Linked DNA regions of Rattus norvegicus: region 2 is linked to region 1. Evidence: chromatin contacts called from public Hi-C data. All regions are on one chromosome and are shown on one strand. The core of a region is the stretch at or near the end of the contact, and the rest is flanking DNA. Distances in the headings are between cores, read along the strand shown. Region 1 overlaps Mrps27 (mitochondrial ribosomal protein S27). Region 2 has its middle 46 kb from the start of Ube2v1-ps20.

Region 1 (3,736 bases), core at 521-3,020:
CACAGCTGGTGACTCTCCGCCTCCCCTACACACATCAGCTCCATGTCCTGGTCACATGAGTTCTCAGCTGCAACACTGGCGGGTGTTCTCGACTGGCAGGGAGACCTTTAACTTAACGATGGTGTCCTGCTGCATCTCAAGTCTTCCCGTAGGTTTTCTTTCCGTCCATGCCTGAGTCAGTCTACACCTAAAGGTTGCAGAGTGGCGATTCTCCACCTCCTACTTGCCCTGCCTATTTACTAGTTGGCACCAGTGTGTTCCCCTTAGGCCGCAGACCTCGCTTCCTTTCCTGTTTCCTTCTCATGTATCTGTGGTCATACTTTGTGTTGACGGTTGTTGATTGCTGGGATTTTCCCCACTGGTTCATTGCTGTCATTATTTGGAGTCTAGTGTCCCATGCTGCCTGGCCAATATATTTTCCCAGTTTATTTTCCATGTCCTCTTTCTCACCACTTGCTTCCTTCTTGCTTAACAGTGTGTTCTAGGCTTAGTACCTTCCCTTCCCTAGCCTGGACTCAGCCCTTCCTTGGGAATGCTCGTGAGTTGTATTAGAAACAGGAGCTAGGCATTAGATGTCATTGATTCTTACCCAATAGCTCAAATTCCCATTCATCTGCACGGGGTTTTCCCTGGCTTTGCTGTGGTCTCCTTTCTATGGTTAGAGCTCGGTTCCCAACAGAGGCAGGGCTTTGTGGGGAGTCATAGCATTGCATGTTATACAATATCTTCTATCTAGAAAGTAGCAGCTCTCTGGTCATCGTGAAAGTTAAAAATAATCTATGCATACGTTAAGATGTCCTCTGAATTCAGTTATTCTTCTCTTAGAAGCCATGCACTCGGATAATTCTAATGTGGCTTCAAATAGCTATATAGCAAAGATCGTTCTCATGTGCCATATGTGAATAAATCCACAGTGCTATGGAACTATAAATAAAGGAGTGATGCATTCTGGGAAAGCTTATGGTTAAACATTTCCCTAGGTATGGAGGAAAGATGAGGAAATGGGGCCAGCCACTGTTGGTGTCTTGTGTTAGGTGCAGTTAGATCATTTAGACATATGGGCACAAACCTAAAGGGCTTTGTCCTGGTCACATGAATAAGTTTGCCAAAAAGTACGATGATAATCTGTTACACATAAATATCACAGGGAGCCAATTGTCTCTTCCGTGTTGAGACCAGTGCTTGAGTAAATTACCAGTCATTGCTGCCCCTCTGCCTCCAGTCAGAACTGTTTTCCTACTCTGTAGCTTGTCTTGTGCCTTCCCGCAGTAGCATGATGTGGATTCTGCACCCAAGGCTGGCAACTGGGTTTGTGTCCGGATGTCACCACTGTCCATGTCTATAGTTATGTTAGGGATGATTGATGTCTGCCTAGTTCCTAAACATTCATCCTAGAAATATGTGGAATGGATGAGTCCCTGGGTCCCTCTGTATGTCTCTCTGTATATTTGATGTGAAGTAAAGTTTGGAATTCAGACTGCCTGGAAGAAAACGGAGCCTTCGGAGGCTGTACGTTTTTCCCATTGTGTAACTGCTACCTCCTCTGGTTCATAGATGCACATTTTTCTGCATAGCATGACTGCTTGAGTTTGCTAGGGTTGAGCTCTGATTCTGAGCAGGGCTCCAGGTGCTCCTTTCCTGCATTTCCGCAGGTCAGGCAGTAGATGGCAGTGTGGTCCTTGCGAGAAACGCCCTTCCGTCTGTGCTGAGGCGCGGGAGAGCGTGCGCTCATGTGGAGCGCGGTGATTGGATATCGCTCTGGGAGTGCTGTGAGGTGCTCGGGTCGGGTTCGCTGATTGGAGGAGGGAGGAGGGCCGATATGAGGCATTTGCTCCTGTGGCCCTCATTGGCGCCGCTGCGGGTGTGGCGTTCTTGGCTCCGCCCGCCGTCCCCGGAGAGGGCTGTTTCAGGGGTGCCTAGGATCCTTGAGCATTAAAATGCTGCCTCTATTTTCTTGAAAGCTACTTGTTGCATTGTCTTGTGCATTCAGAAAGGCAGATCCTATGCAGTGAATTATCACAAAGTGAGCACACCTGCATAGGAGGCTGGAGCATCCTTCCCGCTCTGGAGACTGGGTTGTCTTTCCTGGCTTTCTTCAGAGACACCCGAAATTCTGATTTGCAACACCAGAGGCTGCTTTCTAAAAGCAGTTTAGCACTTTACACGAGAAAGTGTAAAACAGGAAAGTAGACAATGCTGTAAAGAATCCCCAGCATCCGCCATCTGCTTTCGGCTGTTATCAGCTTATGTCTGCTCCCCTTCCTAATCCTTTGGACTGTTTTGAAGCAGATCCTGCGCGCGCGCGCGCGCGCGCGCGCGTGTGTGTGTGTGTGTGTGTGTGTTATAATTAAAAAAGATAAGACTTTTTTTTTTTTTGGTTCTTTTTTTTCGGAGCTGGGGACCGAACCCAGGGCCTTGCGCTTCCTCTGTAAGCGCTCTACCACTGAGCTAAATCCCCAGCCCAAGATAAGACATTTTTAAAGCCATTGTTGTATATAAAGGTATATGAAATAATCAGCTTCTGTTACTGTTTTTTGTTTGTTTGTTTGTTTGTTTTTGTTTTTTTGGGAGGGACCAGGTCTCACCTTGTAAGCCTTGGTAGTCAGGAGGACCTTGAACTCAGAGATCCACCTACCTCTGCCTCCCCCGGATTGAGTGTGTGCACCACCACACCTGACCGATTTCTGGTATTCTTATAAACATACTTTTAATGCTCTAATTGAACAAGGAACCAACTGAATCACACAGATACAGTTGTGCTTTCTCTTGACTCTTTAATAAAAAAAAAATTGTAGAAACATGGGAGTAAACCAGATTCAACAGTATTAGTTCGAGTTCATCTATATGCTGTACCCCTCTATCAGATTGCTGCCACCCAGTCATTTTATATGTATTTTGATATGTACCTTCAAAGTCGATTTTTAAAGAAAACTATAATGGCATCCTTAAACACTGCATGTTCCCATTTCATCATGTGTTAAACATGCGTTCTTCACTCACAGAGGACTTACGTGTCACATCCCGCATGACACACTCACATGTCCCGCTTGCGAAAACTCACTTTCGTAGAGCATCTCACACTCTTGATTTGCAGATTGCATCGTTCTGCTGGTGATGAATGTGTCTAGTTTCCCATCTGTCCTAGCTGTAAAAAATAATATGATCGGGTTCGGGGCTTATTTTATTTGTTGTTATTGTTTTTTCCATGGTTGGTGGTCTAGTTGGACTTATTTTTGGTCATTTTGTTTGTGGTTAGTCTTATCCCTTGTTATTAATGTTGTTTTTGCTTTTATTTTTGTTGTCATGGGTTGGAAGAATCAAGATTGTTAGGAGGTCCTCACAGCCTGACTCTAGGGTCCACACGGCCCAGAGCCTCATAGTTTTTCCTACAGATCTAGGAGGGCTCAGCCCACCATTTGTGTCACGGGCCGACTGTTGTCCTTTTCCGTGGTTACTGCAGCTTTAGCCCTTGACCAAAGAGCCAGGTAGTGGTTTCTGGGTACTTGGTTTTGGCTGCTTGTTACTTAGTGGCTTAAGAGAGATGATACGTTACAACATGGAGCTGAGTGGAGGAAAAGGCTGCAGGAACAAACCCAAGGTCAAGTTTCAGAAAACACCAGCTGCAGTTGAGTATGGGTGGAGAGCTCAAGGCCTGGATCCCCCCCACGTCCTCCCCCAATGCCCACACCCCCTCCATCCCTGCCTCAGCCTCCTGCCTGAGGAAATGTATAGTGCA
Region 2 (3,258 bases), core at 165-2,664, 450 kb after region 1:
AGAAGACACATGACGGGGGCTGGGGATTTAGCTCAGTGGTAGAGCGTTTACCTAGGAAGCGCAAGGCCCTGGGTTCGGTCCCCAGCTCTGAAAAAAAGAACCAAAAAAAAAAAAAAAAAAGACACATGACATTAGAGGAATGGTGAGGAGGCTCGTGTGCTTAAGAGTGGGCATTGGAGAGGAATACCAAAGAGTCCCAAGCTACAGCAAGAAAGCCTGGTGCTGTGGTAAGTGTGAGGGCTAAAGTTGAGTTTTAAATTTAAATTACCATGCTTAAGAGATCTATGAAACAACAATGTGTCTAACCTATAAGGCTCACTTGTCCAAGGACAGACAGACCCGTGAGTCCCACTTGCCCAAAGACAGAGAACTCCCTAGATTCTGGGGCCGTTGTTCACGTAAGATACCAGCCACACGTGTTCACTTCTGTAAACAAGGTTGGTTGCCCTCGCTGCACTGGATGTGCTGGGTCGAATGTAGGTGGGCGGAACATAGGCAGGAAGTACATCAGGGTGTATGCTTGCCCCCGATTGGACGAAGGTGGGAAGTGTGCAGCCTTGTGGGGTTGCCTTCGTAAGCACCAGATTAATGTAACCATTCCCTGGGTATCCCCGATGCTTACCCGGTCTGTGTTTGTTGTTCTGGACAATATACAAGGAAGCTTGCTTCAGATTTTGATAAAAAGTTGTGGTAGAGGTTTTAGTATTGCCCTATGGGGTTAGCAGTAATAAGTTCAGATAGAGAGGCCTTGAAGTCTTAAGAATGTGTGCCTGAGAATGTCAACTTAGTGCCCACTGTAGGGCTGAGACCTTAGCAAGGTCCCAAATGACTGGAACCCAGAATGGATGGCCATAAATGCTCAGTCCTCAGTTAAGACATCTCGGGCTTCTTTGCAGTTGGAGAGTAACTTCATTTTGGAAATCACTACACTAAGGCAGAGGAAAATGATCAAAGAGAGAAGTTCAAAAGTCAAAGAGCATCTGAGGCATTTCAAGAACAGACTGAGAAACGGCTCCTACCTCTGACCCTCCAGGAACCAATGAGCCGCTTCTGCCCAAAGACAGATGGCTGTGGTTGCCCACTGGAGCCAAAGAAGGGTGCTACGCTCCTGACCACGACCATTCCTTTCAAACTTGTTAGTCTGTGCTTGATTGACACGGTGAGAGCCACCATTACTGACAGGTGTCACAGATGTTAAATAAATACAAGTTAATTGACTCTCCTAGAAGTTTGCTAAGGCAGAACGGAGCAAACAGTGGGGAGGTCAGACGCTGAAGACCTGTGTCTTGTCGAGATATTCATGTCAGTGTTGCTTTCCGCAATGCCAGATCTCTCTGTAAGAACTTACAGCCATGGTTTATCTTACTCAGAGGGTGGGTATGAACACAAGCCACAGCCAGCATGAATTTGTTGCTGCTGCAGTTTGGAGATAAGGTTCGCCTCTTAACCATCTCCGGGGACCGGTAGGCGTGACTGAGCATCACGCACGATGTGGAAGATTCCAAGCCGTGCGGGTGTCTGGGTAAACTCCCTCAGTGTCACATACCCATAGAAGGTGGCAAAAGAATAAAGCAAATGGATTCTTCTGTCCTCCCAGACAGCCTTGCCAACAGCACTGAGAAGCCATGTTCCTGATATTGCTTGTTTAATGTCTAACAATACCCTGGTAGTGGATGCAATTACTTGGGCACACAGAGTTTTCCACACAGAAAGAGCTTATTTGGGTGGGAATGGAGAGAAATTGAAGGATCCCAGATGCAAGCCAGCATCAGTACCACTGTGACTACATGATTCTCTGTTTAAAATGTTTGCGGGATTTTTTTTTTTTTTACAGTCTTTCCTTCCAATGCAGACCGATTACAGTAACAGGCTTCTTGGCTGCTAGGAGAGGAAAGGGAGGCAGAGCAGAGCGGAGCTGGTGGTGCTGAGGGATGAGCAGGAGGCTGCTGCCCTACAGCGGGAACTGTGGAAACGACAGCCAGAGAAGACAATTCACCAGCTGCCAGCCAGTGAGGAAACAGCAAATATTTACCGTCTGCAAGTCCTGTTTCCAACTGGCTCTCATTAACCATGTAACAGATAGTAAGTGTCGGAAGCCTTCTACTCTTCCAGCTGCACTGGGCAAGATAAAGTTTACCGGGGAGATGGGTTTTTTTTTAAGGGTAAATATTTCACTTTGGCCGGTTGGCCACACTTCCTGGGTCGTTTGCTTTTGTGGGATTGGTAAGGTCACTCGTCAGAAGTCAAATCTGCAAACAGCTCCTGATGGTTTTGCTTACGTTGTTTGTTTACTCTCCTAGGGATGGGAGCCTGGGCAATGCTAGACCATGCCCACAGCGTCAAAAAATACATTTTTGTCATAGGAAATTTGTATGCCAAGTCCCAAGGAGTAACGGTTGCTTTGGGGTGTGACAGTGCCAGTCAGGGACAATTTTTATTCTTTCAGAATTTCCTCCATCCCTTTCTTCTTATTAAGCTAGGCATTATTTTTTTTTAGGCACAATCCTTCTACACAACCCTATCAATAGTTATTACTAAACAAATAGAGGTATTTGTTTAAGCACACATTTGGTTCTTAGTTTTATTATTATTTGTGTATGTGTATGTCTCCTTGTCTCTATTTCTGCCTATCTCTGTCTGTCTCTGTCTCTGCCTCCCTCTCTCTCTCTCTCTCTCTCTCTCTCTCTCTCTCTCTCTCTCTCTCTCTCTCTCTCGTGTCCATGTGCACGTGGTGCTTGCTCTCAGAGACCAAAAGAGTGAATCAGATGCCCTGGATACTCCAGTTACCCATGGTTGTGCACTGTCCGAAATGAGTCCTGGGAACCAAACTCTAGCCTTTGCAAGAACAGTACATGCTCTTAACCATGGGGTCACCTCTCCAACCCCACAAATAGTCTTTTTTTAAATAATCTAACAGTAGACTTCACAAATTGATATAAGCACACTTAGCAGTGAACTAGTCAGTCAGCTTTTGGGGGAAACTGATCAACCAGGGAGGCTGAAATATTAACTAAAAATGCAATGAAATCAGGAAAAACTGAATTTATAAAGCCTTTATTACAATGTTGTGATAAGCCTTTGGGGTTTGAGAAAAGACCAGCCAGGCAAAGGGTAAAACTGTCTTATAAAGAGCTTAAAACAGTAAACTAGAGATAGAAGGGCATTTTCCTAATCCACAAAGGACATATATAAGAAAATAATCCTTGGCCAGTAACATATAAAATATCAAAAAAATTATGATAATGAAAAATTAGGAAA

What was found. A called contact is a pair of places that touch in the nucleus more often than the background predicts.
Region 2: a Hi-C map of prefrontal cortex shows a contact between it and region 1, with 7 times the contacts expected there. The contact joins two enhancer-like sites. A contact is called at or near these places in 11 of 12 Hi-C or Micro-C datasets (the A7r5 cell line, the Rat2 cell line, Schwann cells and 7 more) and 1 of 1 datasets of contacts at active chromatin or transcription factors (oligodendrocytes).

Annotation. Positions count from the first base shown.
Region 1 is chr2:32,480,586-32,484,321 of GRCr8, forward strand. All of the region lies in intron 2 of Mrps27 (mitochondrial ribosomal protein S27), which reads left to right. Among named protein-coding and RNA genes, the nearest start is that of Mrps27, 8.2 kb to the left of the region's middle. Within about 2 kb of position 1,771, at least 88 of the 93 cell types and tissues checked have an H3K27ac peak or open chromatin away from gene starts, as enhancers often do. A contact at or near this core is called in hepatocytes and prefrontal cortex, where this site is marked.
Region 2 is chr2:32,934,592-32,937,849 of GRCr8, forward strand. No RefSeq gene overlaps it. Among named protein-coding and RNA genes, the nearest start is that of Ube2v1-ps20, 46 kb to the right of the region's middle. Within about 2 kb of position 1,415, at least 37 of the 93 cell types and tissues checked have an H3K27ac peak or open chromatin away from gene starts, as enhancers often do. A contact at or near this core is called in hepatocytes and prefrontal cortex, where this site is marked.